Regions from separate parts of the Mus musculus genome. Here region 1 is linked to region 2. A link is a contact called in public promoter capture Hi-C data. All regions are on one chromosome and are shown on one strand. The core of a region is the stretch at or near the end of the contact, and the rest is flanking DNA. Distances in the headings are between cores, read along the strand shown.

Evidence for each region. Promoter capture Hi-C pulls out the DNA fragments that hold promoters and counts their contacts.
Region 1: a contact with region 2 is called in a promoter capture Hi-C map of pre-B cells, with 3 times the contacts expected there. A contact is called at or near these places in 14 of 39 promoter capture datasets (the 3T3-L1 cell line, the C10 cell line, cranial neural crest and 10 more), 1 of 130 datasets of targeted methods (the NIH/3T3 cell line) and 1 of 9 other capture datasets (pancreatic islet).

The regions. Positions count from the first base shown.
Region 1 is chr19:29,331,210-29,338,170 of GRCm38.p6, forward strand. It overlaps Rln1 (relaxin 1), which reads right to left and starts at 3,461. Exons shown (of 2, transcript NM_011272.2): 1 at 3,177-3,461; 2 at 546-957. The coding sequence starts at 3,387. The coding sequence ends at 611. It overlaps Gm52390 (a long non-coding RNA gene), which reads left to right and starts at 3,429. Exons shown (of 3, transcript XR_003952902.1): 1 at 3,429-3,541; 2 at 3,678-3,810.
Region 2 is chr19:28,942,245-28,949,477 of GRCm38.p6, forward strand. It overlaps 4430402I18Rik (RIKEN cDNA 4430402I18 gene), which reads right to left. Exons shown (of 14, transcript NM_001374140.1): 6 at 6,375-6,499; 7 at 3,507-3,587; 8 at 1,980-2,210. Among named protein-coding and RNA genes, the nearest start is that of Plpp6, 18 kb to the right of the region's middle.

The DNA.
Region 1 (6,961 bases), core at 2,211-4,710, 390 kb after region 2:
ATGCTGCACTGTTTAATGTTTAAAATCCTTTTTAAAAAGCTCATTAGGCAATGGAGTCATCTTTTGTTTATATTTATAACCTAGTGTCTCCTAAATTGAGTCTTAATGTGAATCTGTTATGCGAAGAAAAACATTTAAGTAGTATTTATTATTAGCACAGTTTAATAGATTTATTAAATTGTTATTTAAATGTATCTTATTTAATTATTACTTTTTAATTTTACAAGTATGGCTGTTCTGCCTGAGTTTATGTTGCCTGCCACAAGCATGTGTGGTGCCTGCAGAGGCCAGAAGAGCCCACAGGATTTCTTAAGAGAGCATTGTATTAGCATTGTATGCATGCAGTGGTAAGGATGTATAATCATTTTAAATTAATATTATTCAAAAGCAATAAGACCATTAAAAGGACAAGATGAGTTTTGCATACAAATATTATTAACAGAACTACAATAATTCAAAGAACATTTCTTTTATATCAAAGGACAAATCCATATGTAAATTATGGTTTCTCAAATCCTAATAAATAAGAAAAGGGAACAGAAAGAGGCCATCAACCAGGTAGCAAGAATGCATGTGAACACTGGACTGGTGGTACACAATTAGCTCCGTATCAGCAATAGAGTTTAGCAATAGATCTTCTGCTACAACCGACGTGGCAACATTGCTGGCTCATCAATCCACCAGACTCCCTCTTTTTCCGTGAATGGGTATCTGATTGCAAGTATTTAAGCCCTGGAGGACTGCCGTCTTCTGCTTCACCCAGTTTATCATGGAGAGTTTTCTTAAAGCCTTCCAAGCTAACAACAGAATCGCTCAACACAGGTGCGTGTTGTAGCTCTGGGAGCGAGGCCTGAGCCTCAGACAGTACTGCCTTGAGCTCTTCAGACAAATTTGGAAGGCATTTCAGCGTCGTATCGAAAGGCTCTGCATCTTTGTTGATGAAGGATGGCACAACTTCTGTTAAGTTTAAAAAAGAAAAGTGAGTGGGGTAGGCAATATTCATGTCAAGGTGCATTTGGGAAAATACAGACATCTGTATAGAGAAAAGCATTTTGCCTGGATATAATTAAACACGGAACCGGGGTCAGAGAGTATTGAAAATCTCAGTGGTTTTGCTGGCTAGGCAGTTCAGACTGCTACGATCTTACCAAGGCTCTGTTTGCCCCATGTGGCTTCTTTCTGCAAGTGTCCTCATCTTGCTTTTATCACTGTAATTTTCACCCTTTGTCACTAAACTCTTATTTCTCTGCAATCACGCTGGCTATCAACAACACTATTTTTCATCTTTTCTAGCCCAATGTGGTGCCACACACCTTTAATCCTAGCATTTGGAGAGCAGAGGCAAGTGGACCTCCATGAGTTCAAAGCCAGCAGGTTTACAGAATTCCAGATTAGCCAGGACTATGTTAGAAAGATCCCATCTCAAAAAATAAAATAAAATAAAGTAACATAAAATAAAACAAAACCAACTCATTTACATGTTTTCTAACCTGAGTCATTTTCTTCATTGCCTTAGCACCATGAAAAAGTAGTCCTTGAAAACTATTTCCATGATTTTAGGAGTCCCAGAGTGTCAAGTTACTGCTTTAGGATAAAGTTTAAAAGACAGATATTTCCAGCAGCTCAGCTCTGACTAGAGAAGGATGGATGTCTCTGAACACTTACGGAGCAATCTTTCTTCCCTAGAGTGTTTGCTCCAAGTCAGTGGTATTGTATACTCAAGACAGAAACAGCCAAAAAGAACGCTTCCCAAACTGTGTGTTTCCCAGTGGTGCCTGGACCAATGTGCTGAGTGTGGTGTTTGCTCCCGTGCTGTGGGAAACCCTCTAGAACCAAGTGACCCCTTCCTTCTTTGTACACATTTACAGTTCAGCATTCACGGACTGTTTCCACCAGCAGTGTCAGTTAGGAGATTTACAGGAAAAAAAATTTTTTTTCTGCCTACAAAACTCTTTATAGTAACTCAGACCTTCCCCCTGCTCTTACCTATTCCAAATGCACAAATTTAGAGTGTTAGCAGACAAAAAAAACCTGGCAATGCTAATCAAGTTTAGATTACAGTGCAATAGCTCAGCTCTTGATGCCATTCTTCATGTCCAGCAGAACAGCGTGTCAGCTTACCAATCAGTCACTCCTCTGGAAAGAATGAAACCAAGGAATCCAAAAGGCACAGCCTAAGTGTGCAAGGGAGATACCAGGTTAGCCTTGGAGGCTTACCCTCCAGAGAAAGCCAAACCGTTCCCCTATACTGGGGTGCTCTGGGACAAAGATCCTTCCTAAGGGTCCCGTTGTCCTTTTAGCCAACAACCAACTTCAGCCGTTGGAATTTGGCACGGAAAGTGATGGCACTGTCACACCTGTTCATTCCAAGTCTAAACCAGTGACAGCAGGTGGCATTCTGTACCATTTTGTGTCTATCAGAAGTCCTGCCTTTTTCCTTCAGGAAGACATTCTAACTTTAACTCAGTTTACCAATCCCTCCTTGCTCTAAGATTTTGTCCAGTCAGAGTTTCATCGGCTGCCAAGCAAAGTTGATGTACTTAAAACCAGTAAGCAAAGGCCAGCTGTAGTCGGGGGTCAGAGTTAACTTACAAGCTTTTGTGCCTTGAAATTCCTTATTTACAACTATTTTTGAAATCCGTATGTTTGGTTTGTAGATAATAGACACAAATATAACATTTTAATCTAACTGAACTCATACAGGTATTCACTTTTTAATTACTAGATTTTGGATTCAAATGTTATTTTTATGACACTAATGAGTTTTCGGTCATGATAGTCTGCGTGCTAGCCCTTATTGATTTTCTTACATCCCCCCAACCTCTCAATTAAACTGCAAGCCCAGTTAAAAAAAAGATGCACAGCAAGGCTCCCTAGGTGATGTGTCTTACAAACAGGGAGCAGTAGTCCGCCCGGGCATACTCCACAGCCCAGATTTTGGCTCCCGTTAGGTCCTAGCTCCATTCCTAGTGTAAATGAAGCCCTTGCCTGCAGCATATCCAATTCCCTCTGATAGGTTTTCACTGAAACTCTGACCCAACCGAGCACGAGCACGTCAAACCTGAGGCTGGGGATCACAAACCTCCCCCGCCCCGGGGGGAGGCAGGGGACCTTTCCAATTGGTGGTCAGCCAATGGGAAGCATGAGAAGAAGGGGTGAGATGAGAAGGCGCTCACCAGTGGCTTGCCTGGCAAGCAGAGCTGGCTCCTCCTGGCTCAAAGCCAATCTTCCCACGGAGGCCCCGCAGATTTTGATCAATTCACGGGCATATTCACGGCCGCACATCCGAATGAATCCGTCCATCCACTCCTCCGAGACTCGCGTCCTGCAAGGCTGGCTCAGCAATAGCCAGAACCCCAGGAGCTGGAGCAAAAATCTGCTGGACATTCCGGTCTGGGCTGCTTCTGGGCGGCTCAGCCTTGGCGGGACTGGGCTCCTGCTGCTTCCCCAGTGCTCAATCCGGCTTTTATATCCCTTGGGAGCTCTCAGCACCAGTGTTGATGGTTCCAGCTCCACCCACTTCCCACCCTCAGCCTGCGTGGTATTGTCTTCTTGAGTCTCGTTCCCCTTACCCACCTTTCATTCATCACACCACCCTTCTGTCTTCTTTATTCTTGCCCCCAAACAACCTTATATCCCAAAATCACTTTGGATTTGAAGTTTTTTCTTAATTACAGAATAAGGCATGGCCCCTGGACTAAGTCACATCAGCAATAGAGACCACCTATCTTCTTACAAGCAAAGGCTTCCCAGCATGAACGTTTCTCTTGTTACCTTCTAACCCCACTAAGGTTATGGCTGCAATTGCTGGTAGGTCCGGTCATAGAAGACATAACGGGAGGAGGGTAAACTGTTAATTAAGAGGGAAACTGACTTTTCACCTGGAATGTGTTTTTTGTTTTGTTTTTGTTTGCTTTTGCTGACGTGAACCTTTTGTGATTTCTCTTAAGCAAATTCAGTACGGTTGTTTTAAAATCCTGTTGAGATTTGTAGGTTGGTTTTAGATCCTACAGTGGATATTCTGTTAGTCATAATGGAGAGAGAGAGAGAGAGAGAGAGAGAGAGAGAGAGAGAGAGAGAGAGAGAGTGTGTTTAATAGATAGAATCATAGTATCTGCACCATTTGACTTCCTTCCTGGCTACTTGTTTTCTGCGCACTTCGTTGCCTTATGGTTCATCCTAAAGTCTTTAGGACAATGGGGACCGAGAGCAGTAAGAGCCAATGCCCTTGTCTTGTTCTAAGTATCACAGGAAATGCTTTCAGGTTCTCCGCATCCGATATGATTGTAGGCTGCTGCTTGTTGTACACTCTTGATTATGTCAGGTAGCAACTTTCTTTCTGTAACTTGCTTTAAATAATGATACAGTGTTGACTTTTATCCAAAGGTTTACCTGCTTATATGGAGATAACTTTTACAGCTTTTGCAATTCATTCTGATGATATATTACATTTATTGATTTGCATATGGTAAACTACCCTTGCCTCTCGGACTCATCCACCTTCATCACCATGAATGATCTTTTTGATGGTTTAATATTTTGTTGAGTGGTTTTGTATCTATGTTTATCAATGACATTGGTTTATAGTTTTGTTTGTTGTGTCTCTGTTTCCTTTTGGTATGGAGCAATGCTGAACTGAGAGAATAAACTGATTCTTTGGAATACTTTGAGAATCTGGTAAGATTCAGCGACAGAGCCACCTGGGGCTGAACTTCTCTTTGTTGGGAGACTTGGTTACACATGCTCCATACTTGACTTAGTCTCTTCTGGTTGTCTATGTCGTCACGGGTCAATCTTGATAAGTTTATATCTAGAAATTTATCCATTTTTTTCTTTTCAAATTTTTAAATGAATTTGATTTATTAGACTGTCCATAGCATATAAAGCCCTTTTAGTTTTCTTCCTTTCTCTCTCTCTCTCTCTCTTTTCTTCCTTCCTTCCTTCCTTCCTTCCTTCCTTCCTTCCTTCCTTCCATCCTTCCTTTCTTTTAACGTTGTCCTCAATGAGGCAACTATAGTATTTTGTAGCAAACATAATTTAAAAACCAAAACTAAACAAACTCTCCTCAGTTGTGGTACCTCAGCTGTTAGTTATAACCAGATTAAAGACCTAAAACTCTACAATACATTAAAAAAAAGGCACTGGAAATTAAGCAAACATTCTTGACTCTAACTGGACGAAGTCTTACTAAAAAAACCTAAAATACAAAAAAAAAAAAAAAATTGTCTTGAGTTATTTGGCCTTGATCTTTGTCTGTAATTTTAGTCAGTTACATCTTCTCCTTTATTTTGTCTCAGTTGTTCTAACTAAAAGTTTCTCAGTTTTGTCCATCTTCTCCAGAACCAGCCCCTCATTTCAATTATAATTTAGTCTCTACTTACTTTTTGATATTGTTATTTGATATTGTTACTTTTTGAATTTGTTATTTTGGATTTGACCTGCCCTTGCCTTTTGGTCTTTGAAATACACAATTTGTCTGTTATTTGAAATCTCATCATTTTTCTTATTGCTATAAATTTCCCCTTGCTATTGACTTTTATTTACTTATTTTTTTAAAGATTTATTTATCCATTTTATGTGAGCACACTGTTGCTGTCCTCAGAAACACCAGAAGAGGGCATCTGATCCCATCACAGATGGCTATGTGGCTGCTGGGAATTGAACTCAGGACCTCTGGAAGAGCAGTCAGCGCTCCCAACCGCTGAGCCATCTCTCCAGCTGGCTATTGACTTTTTAAAAATTCCTTAACCTTTCTTGTGTTGTTTCCATCTCTGCAAGTTTTAAGAATTTTCTTCTTTTAGGCTCAAAGTTATTCTTTTACATAAATTGATTAAAGAGATACAAGAAAAGAGAGATACATTATGGCTTTTTGACCAATCATCAGACTAATATAGTATAATTTTTTAAATTATTAATTGTGGTAGGAGTCTATAGACAAGACTGAAAACAATTTTGATTTCCTTTGTTATTTCTTTAATGACTTAGTATTTACTCAGTATCAGTTGCTCAGTCTGTGTAGGTTAATACAATTTCTGATGTTCCTTTTATTCTCAATCTCTAGCTTTATTCCTTATGATCAGAAAGATACACGTGGTATGATTTTGATGTTCTAAAGTGTGCTCTTTTGCTTTGCTGTGCTCTATTGTAGAGAACGTGGGCGTGCGCATGAAAGGCGTGTGCACTCGGTAGCTGTTGGGTTGAAAAGTTCCACTAGTGTCTTCAGTGTGGGTTAGTTCGGGTGTTTCTTGGCATCTACATGTCTGTCCCCTGTTGAGAGGATGCTCAAGCCCCCACTCTGACTGCGCTCGAGATGTTCTCCCCTTTGTCTCTAATGTTTTATAGTGTTTTATAAATTGCATGCTATATCATGGGTCAGTGTTCATCTGTAATTGCTATGTCCTCTTGCTGAATGGGTCACTTTTCTTTGTCTCCTTCTGCAGTTTATCTCAGAGTGACTATTACCCTGTGCAAGTGTAGGTGCTCCTGTCTGCCACTGCTTTTCATTAGTGTGGAATGCTTTACTATCTCTGCCTAGTGTATGCCTACTGGTGAAGGGAATTTCCTGTGGACAGCATACTGTTGCTTTGGGCAATTTGCTGAGTTATTTATTTCTAAGATCATTGGACCTTCATATATATATATATATATATATATATATATATATATATATATCCACTTAGCCTGTATCTTGTTAGTTTCTGAAATAAATATTTTTCTTTTTATTTTGACAGCATGTTAATTTTATGTATTCTTATGGCTCAGTGTGACATTTCAGTTCATGTGTACAGCATGTACCAGGCAGACCCAGCCTTCCTTTGTCCATCCCTCCCCACCTTCTAGGTTTCCACATACATATCTAGTTTTGGTTTTGGAGGATTGTTTGTTTTGTTTTGTTTTACAACCTTACAGGCTACTTGGTGAGAAATAGCATAGAAGTAACCAAACCAGCCAAAAGTGCGAT
Region 2 (7,233 bases), core at 622-3,121:
CTCTTACTTAAAGTGACAGACCACATTTTCCTAAAACAAAATTGGTAAACACAATCTGCGAAAGCAGATCAAAATACTTCAAAAGGAGATTCCTCTGCGGCATAAAGCTAGACTTTGAAGGTTTTGTTTATTTTATTGGTGAGGCAGTCTACAATGCTAATTTTTATTGTTATGTCAAGAAATAGACTGAAATTTTCTAATTTAAAGTTTTTAAACGTGTATGAGTGTTTTGTTTGCATGTATGTCTATGTACCACATGTGTATTGGTGCCCAAAGAAGCCAGAAGAAGATATCAGATGCCCTGGAACGGGAGTTATAAACAGGAGCTGCTCTGCGGATGCCGGGAATAGAATCTGGGTCCTCAGGACCAACAGTCAATGCTCTTAACTGCTGAGCCACCTCTTCAGACCCAAGTTCTTAAGCTTTAATGTCTCACATATGACCAGGAAATCTAAGTAATCAAGTATACAAAATGACCTGTAAACAAGTAAACATATCATGAAAATGTCAAGTTTTCATTCCCTAAGACATCTAGCCAATTTTTTGAAGATTAATTTATCCACAGTGTTGGGGACTGCATTTTATAGCCATTTATATGGAATAGAATAAGCTACATTGTCAAAAAAGATGCAAGCTATTAGCACTTCTATGGGGCCATGTTTAATGGCAGGTTGCTACATCCTTACCAAGGCCACCATAAAGAAACCAGCCATACAATAATTCTGTGTTTATGAAGAGTCCTTATTTGTAAATTAGCCGGTCCATATTTTCTAGCCAGAAAGCTCAATCTACCTACAAGCAAGCTACATTCAACATCTCATCAGCACCTTGGCTGAGACAAACCCTAACTCACAGCCTCTATCAGATGGACAGTCATCCTTCCTAGAAATTTTAAGTCAAGATGTTCATTTAGCATTTTATCAATTGCAAATATTCTGAAGATAATAATTGCAATTTGTGATGGAGATCACCAAGAATAACAAAAAATATTAACTCGAATGTATCTATATAACAGTATAATTATAGCTTTGTGGAAAACAAAGGCTATGTATACAAAAACTGAAGAAAAGGAATCAAATTAATGATCTGTGGCTGGTGTTTGTGTGTGTGTGTATGTTTGTGAGTATGTTATGTCTGTGTGTATGTTTGTGTGTGTGTGTGTGTGTGTGTGTGTGTGTGTGTGTGTGTGTGTGTGTATGAAACTCAGTAGCTCAAATTTTCCTAGACATACTATGTAGCCCAAGCTATAGCTTCAAACTCATGGTGGTTCTCCTGCCTCAGCCTCCAAAGTGCAGAGATCAGAAGGGCACATCACCACACCTGACTTTAGATTTTCTTTTTATTACATTGATGAGCCAATGTGTAAACTCATCTTGGATGTCTCTATTTTATAATACAGTAATCAAAAGCAATCTTTTAAGACAACGAAGATTACAGTGACTAGTGATAGCCACTGTTACTGGTGACTGAGGCTCAGAGTTTCTGAGGCCAGTCACTGCTTCCTTCACACCTCCCATGCTGAAATCCTGTCCCTGTTCAACATTTGGCTACTGAGCACCCATCTCATTGAGAAAGTGAAAAGTGTTTCTTATAACTGGATGGAGCTTCAGTTTCAATGGATGTACTGTATCAGCCAGCCTTGGGCTGACATCTTCAGTTCCCGGCAGCTCCCACTCTTCTGAGTACTGCTGAGCTATCATCTACATTCGTCATACTCTATTAATAATGTTCAAAATTTAAAAATGGGCTGATTGACATTTACTGAGCAAGTTCTCTCTGAAATGCCTTCACAGGCACTTCCTAACAACAACACTGGAAAATGAACATAATTTAATGGCAGTTATTATTCATTTGACTTCTCTCTCTTCAGTTACTACTGCCCACTTGTTTGCACGGCTCAACAATTCTTTCTCCCACTCCTCTCCACATCCTCATGCAGGAAGTTACTCTGACAAAAATTAAATTTACTTTAAGCTCACATGTCTAACCACAAATGGAGGTTTCCTTTCTCCCGGGAACTTGAAGCTTTTCCCATGGTTGCGTTGAGTCGGCCGATGGAGATGAAGACGTTGAGGGGAGGGTAACCGGGACTGTGTCCCTTTGGGGAGTTGGTCAGAATCTTTTTCCTTTGGCTTCTTTTTCCTGTTAGTTGCCTGGACTCTCTGTCCGTGAGATTTTGAGACAGATCTTTCCAATCTACACCTTTCTTCCTGAGAGCAGAAAGCAAACAAACAAATAACAAACAAAGAAAGATTTGCTGTTCTGCTTCGTTTTGTTTCCCAGTGTTGGGAATCAAGCCTAAGGCTTTTGGGAAGGGGGGAAGGCACTCTACCTAGGAGCTATACCTCCAGTCAAAAATATCCTTTTGATTAAAAAACAAAGAAAATTCAGTCAGGACTATAACTGTCATTAGTTGAACATTTAAAAACTAAGGGGGCCTGGAGAGATGGCTCAGAGTTTAAGAGCACTGACTGTTCTTCCAGAGGTCCTGAGTTCAATTCCCAGCAACTACATGGTGACTCACAGCCATCTGTAATGGGATCTGATGACCTCTTCTGCTGTGTCTGAAGACAGCTACAATATATTCATATAAATAAAATAAATAAATCTATTAAAAAATAAAAACTAAGATAGAAGACTGCTCCAAATTTATAAAACAAACCTTTAAAGAAGGGTATTTCTCTATTAATCTACCATTTAGCTTAACTTAATTAGTACGGGTAACTGTCTAAAATCAAATGTTTTAAATAATAACAGGGAAGTTTATTTGTATTAGGGAAATTTTTGAAAAAGGCAGATAGAAACCAACATCCCCCAAGCACAGGCAGACAATAGACCCGGAGAAATGTGGGAGGCGCATGCATATACATGGATCCATTCATTTCACTTAAAAGCAATCAAGCATTGCTGTGCATACAGCAATGAAAGCATTTCTAATAGCTGTTTAGAGTCAGGGTCTCACCATGTAGCCCAGACTTGCCCTTCAACCTGTAAGCAAGTTTCCACCTTGGCTTCCCAAGTGCTAGGATCATAGGTATGTGTCACCCTGACTGGCTTAAAATGGTTTCAAAAATTAAAGCTAGCTGTCATGGTGAATCAGCAAGCACCTGCATTGAAACCCCACCTTAACCCAGATCAAGGACTCTGTTAGGCTCCTTTTTATTCTCCCAGCCGTTCTGTCTGGTGTGTCTGTGATGTGGGAGGTGGGGAGTGGGGGGGGGGTACTAGTAGTCTCATATTCTGGTTTTGACATTGTCACTTAACCATCAGCCTCCACTTGAACATCACCATTCTGAACACACAGCAAACATACACTAATGTGACGGCCTAAGCAAATGGTCTGATCACAGAAAACAAACTGAGCACAAACTACCCAGGTTATTGTATGTTCAGTTCCATTTAAATTTAGCTGACTTCAGATTAACAGCCTTTAAATTGGGGTGGGGCTACAGCGGAGTGGGGTGGGCTCCTGTCATTTCTATCATAGCCCTCTTTATTATACTTACACAAATGAATCTGTTTTTACACGGGAACACACATTCTAGGATGGCTGTCCTTGTAGAAAACTCTATTTTGGGAGCAATGCCCTAAAAATAAGGCAGCATAAAGAGAAGCAAATAAAATTACTGGAAACAATTCGCTTGCCCATCTCATCTCCACCGGAAAGCTGCCAAGAACCCAAGTGTCCTGTAGTCAGCATACTCTGAATACATTTAAAAAAAAAAAAAAGAAGAAGAAAATAAATCAAAAGCTAAACCAGCAGTTCTTGGCCTGTGGGTTAAGGTGTCGCATATCAGATATTTACAGAGTGATTCATAACAGTAGCAAAGTTGCTGTTATGAAGGAACAATGAAATAATAGGAGAGTTGGGAACCACTGGGCTAAACACCTATATAACGTATACTCTATACTGAGCGGAGGTTTAAGTCAACGGAACATACTCCTAACACAGGCCTGTGAAGTGGGTTCTAATACAATGTTCACTTGGGCGAGAGTGATCCTGGACATGGGCTAGCAGTGGCAGAGCTGGTCATTGAGGACATCTGGGTAGCAGTGTCTATGCTATTAGCTACTCTAGCTAAAAGAGGGTCTTCTTCCCTATCTGCTGGCCTTGGCAAGCTTATATAAAGCATTTATATTCATCAGACCTATTCTTAGCTACTAGATGTCTATTTTGGTGTGGTGCTTTATCATCTCGATGACTGATGAGATTTAAAATGAGATAAAACAACAATGTATAGAAATACAGAGGAAAGAAAAAAAAAAAGCTGGGTGGAGGTTGTGCATGCCTTTAATCCCGGCACTTGGGAGACAGAGGCAGGCGCATCTGTGACTTCAAGAGGCACCTGGGTACAGAGCAAATTCTAGGACAGCCAAGACTACACAGGGAAACCCTGTTGCTAAAAACCAAAAAGAAAAAGAAAAAAAAAGAAAGGAAGAAAGAGAAAAAAAGAAAGGAAGAGAAAAACCTAATTGTTACTGAACTGAGAAGAGAGAGTAGGCAGGTGAAGGGTTTGCCTGGCTATACAATTCATTCACCCTCATTTCATTTTCTACAGTAGTAATAAAAACCAGAAGCAGTACACTGAAAAATATCTAAGAGATGTTTACAGCTAAGAACATAAAGCCGATGCACAAGAATTCCTGCTCTGCCACCCACCAGCTCCGTGAGCCCAGGGAACATTCCTGAAGTACAGCACACCCCCCTCCACTGGAGGGGGAAACAGCTGTCCCTTCCTGGATGACAGGTGACAGAACAAGATATGCCATGCCGTGAGCTCGGCATGCACCAGGCATGAGCATCAACTGTTCCTGGAGCTTTGGCAATGGCTTTGACTTTGATTTGTGAAATGTTTCAGAGGAACTGGATCTCTCTATCTTTTTTTTTTTTTTTTTGTAACAAATTGTTGATGGAGTTTGATGAAGCCAATTACAGGAACTGATATTTTTTCATCTGCTGCATGAGGGTTCTCTGATGCATGTTAAAGCCAGCACCTCCATTTATAAATAACTACAAATGCAATTTCTTACAGGTTAGTCTTTCTATTCATGCCCAGAGCACTCACCACATGACACTTGGGGACAAAAATAAGTGTTTCCCCTTGTCTGAAGGTGGCTTTTATTTAACTGGGAATTTGAGGAAGACAAAATTAGTCCAAGGGTTTCCTCAGGCTGGCTCTCCTGAACTTTTATTCCCTGTGACATTCTGAAGGGCAGCATGCCAATAACTTGAAGCAATAAAGGCGAGCATATCATAGGAACCCCTGGCTTAAGTGACACATGAAGATGACGCTGGAGAAAGAAAAAAGTCATTTCCTGACTATTTGCCAAACCCTGAAAGATAACAGGGAGGGCTTAAAGTTACAGGCATTTGGAATTCTGATTAGGACAAGGTTTGATGCCTATGTTTGGAGTATCAGTCTCCAGAAGCAATTGCAGGCATTGAGGTTCTTCTGATCATAGTCTGAACAGCCCAGGGATAGAGTGGGACAGGGACCCCTCACCACATGATCACAGTAGGAAAGCATAGTGCAGAAGTGGAAAGCTTAAGTAGTAATTGTACTTTTTATAATCCCCAAAGATGTGGCTCTTTAAGTGGATGTCATCCAAGAGCATAAAATTCCACTTAAAAAGAAGTGGTTGTTTCAAAGATAGAAATCATAGACCATAAAATCAAAATGACTGTGTTGAATTTGAGATCGAATAAATGCCTCCAAACAGATTATCAGTTGACTATATGCTGCCCCATGCCTGGTTCCCCAGTGATTCCAGCCTCTAACAGTTCTCCTCCAATAAAAGAACAGAGTATCAGCTTTGTCTAATTTGAAAATTGTTAGGAAGAGAGTGATTAAAAATGTAGGTTACCTGGAGGTGATGGCACACATTTTTAATCCCAGTGCTTGGGAGGTGCAGGTAAGTGGATCTCTGTGAGTTTGGGGCCAGCCTGGTCTACAGAGCTAGCTCCAGAATAGCCAAGGCTACACATTCTTAAAAACTGTGGAATGTTGAAGGCATAAAACAAATGTAAGATAATATTATTGCTGTTGTTACTCTAATTACCGATAACAGCTATGACCAAACGAATCTTCCTGTCAATCTGCAATAAATAAGAGGAGCGTTCTAGGACATCATGTGACAACTGGTTAGGTGAATGATACAGCTTAGTTAGATAATAAAACTCTCAGCTCTTAGATCAATCATAGAAATCAGTATGGCTTGGCATCATGATCTGGGCATCTGACCATGGGCAGAAATAGAACGGAGGAAACTAAGCAAGAAAAGCTACCTGCCCAAGGCCAACCCTGTCAGGAATGAAATGTTCACTCTCCAAGAACTTTTCTTCCTGTAGAAGCCCCTGTGGGAGGGTCACTCACTGGAAACCAAATAGCTGTCTTCATGAGCACCTCCCTCTGCATGCCAAGGTGTGAGGACGCCAGCCTGGGCTCAGGGAACAGGAAATCTCGGGTGTTTTTTTCATAGTAGGCCAACTCTTCCCATGCTAGAACGAAAGGATAGAGGGCATGAGTAAATGTCTTCTACACCTCTCGAGTTTAAGAAAACAGATGCTCAGATGGTGTGCTAGCTAGCTTCTATCAACTTGACACAATCTATAGTCACCTCGGAGGAGGGACCCTCCATTGAGAAAATACCTTGAGATCATGCTATGATAGGCTGTACTCTCAAACTATGAGCCCAAATAAACCCTTCATTCCTGAGGTTGCTTATGTCAGAATATTTTGTCAAAGAAACAAGAAAAGCAACGAAGACAGAATATTGCTACCAGGAGTGGGATGGTTGCTACCATAAACTTGATTATGTGATTCTTGGGGTTATAAAACTAGTTTGAAGGATAAATGTAGAAGAGTTTGGAACTTTGGACTGGAACCTCTTTGGTACTATAAGCATAGCCTATAGGACCATTCTAGTGAAAGCTTTGAAGCCAAAAGTGCTGAAAGAAAGGCAAAGAGTGGAGGCCCAACCCATGAAGTTCCAGACAGCAACAAGGCCTTGATCAGGAACTGGAAGATGACCATCCATGTGGTAATTTAAGCAAGACTCTTCTTTCATTCCACACTTACCCTGAGAACTTGGGTGAATTTTAATTTAAAGGTAGTAGACTAATTTTGTAGAGGAAATGTCAAGACAGGAGAAGATTCGGGTGGTTGGTAAGAAAGCACTCATAATCCCTAAAGGAATGACTGTCACTGCATTGCAGGAACCTTCTGCACTGCA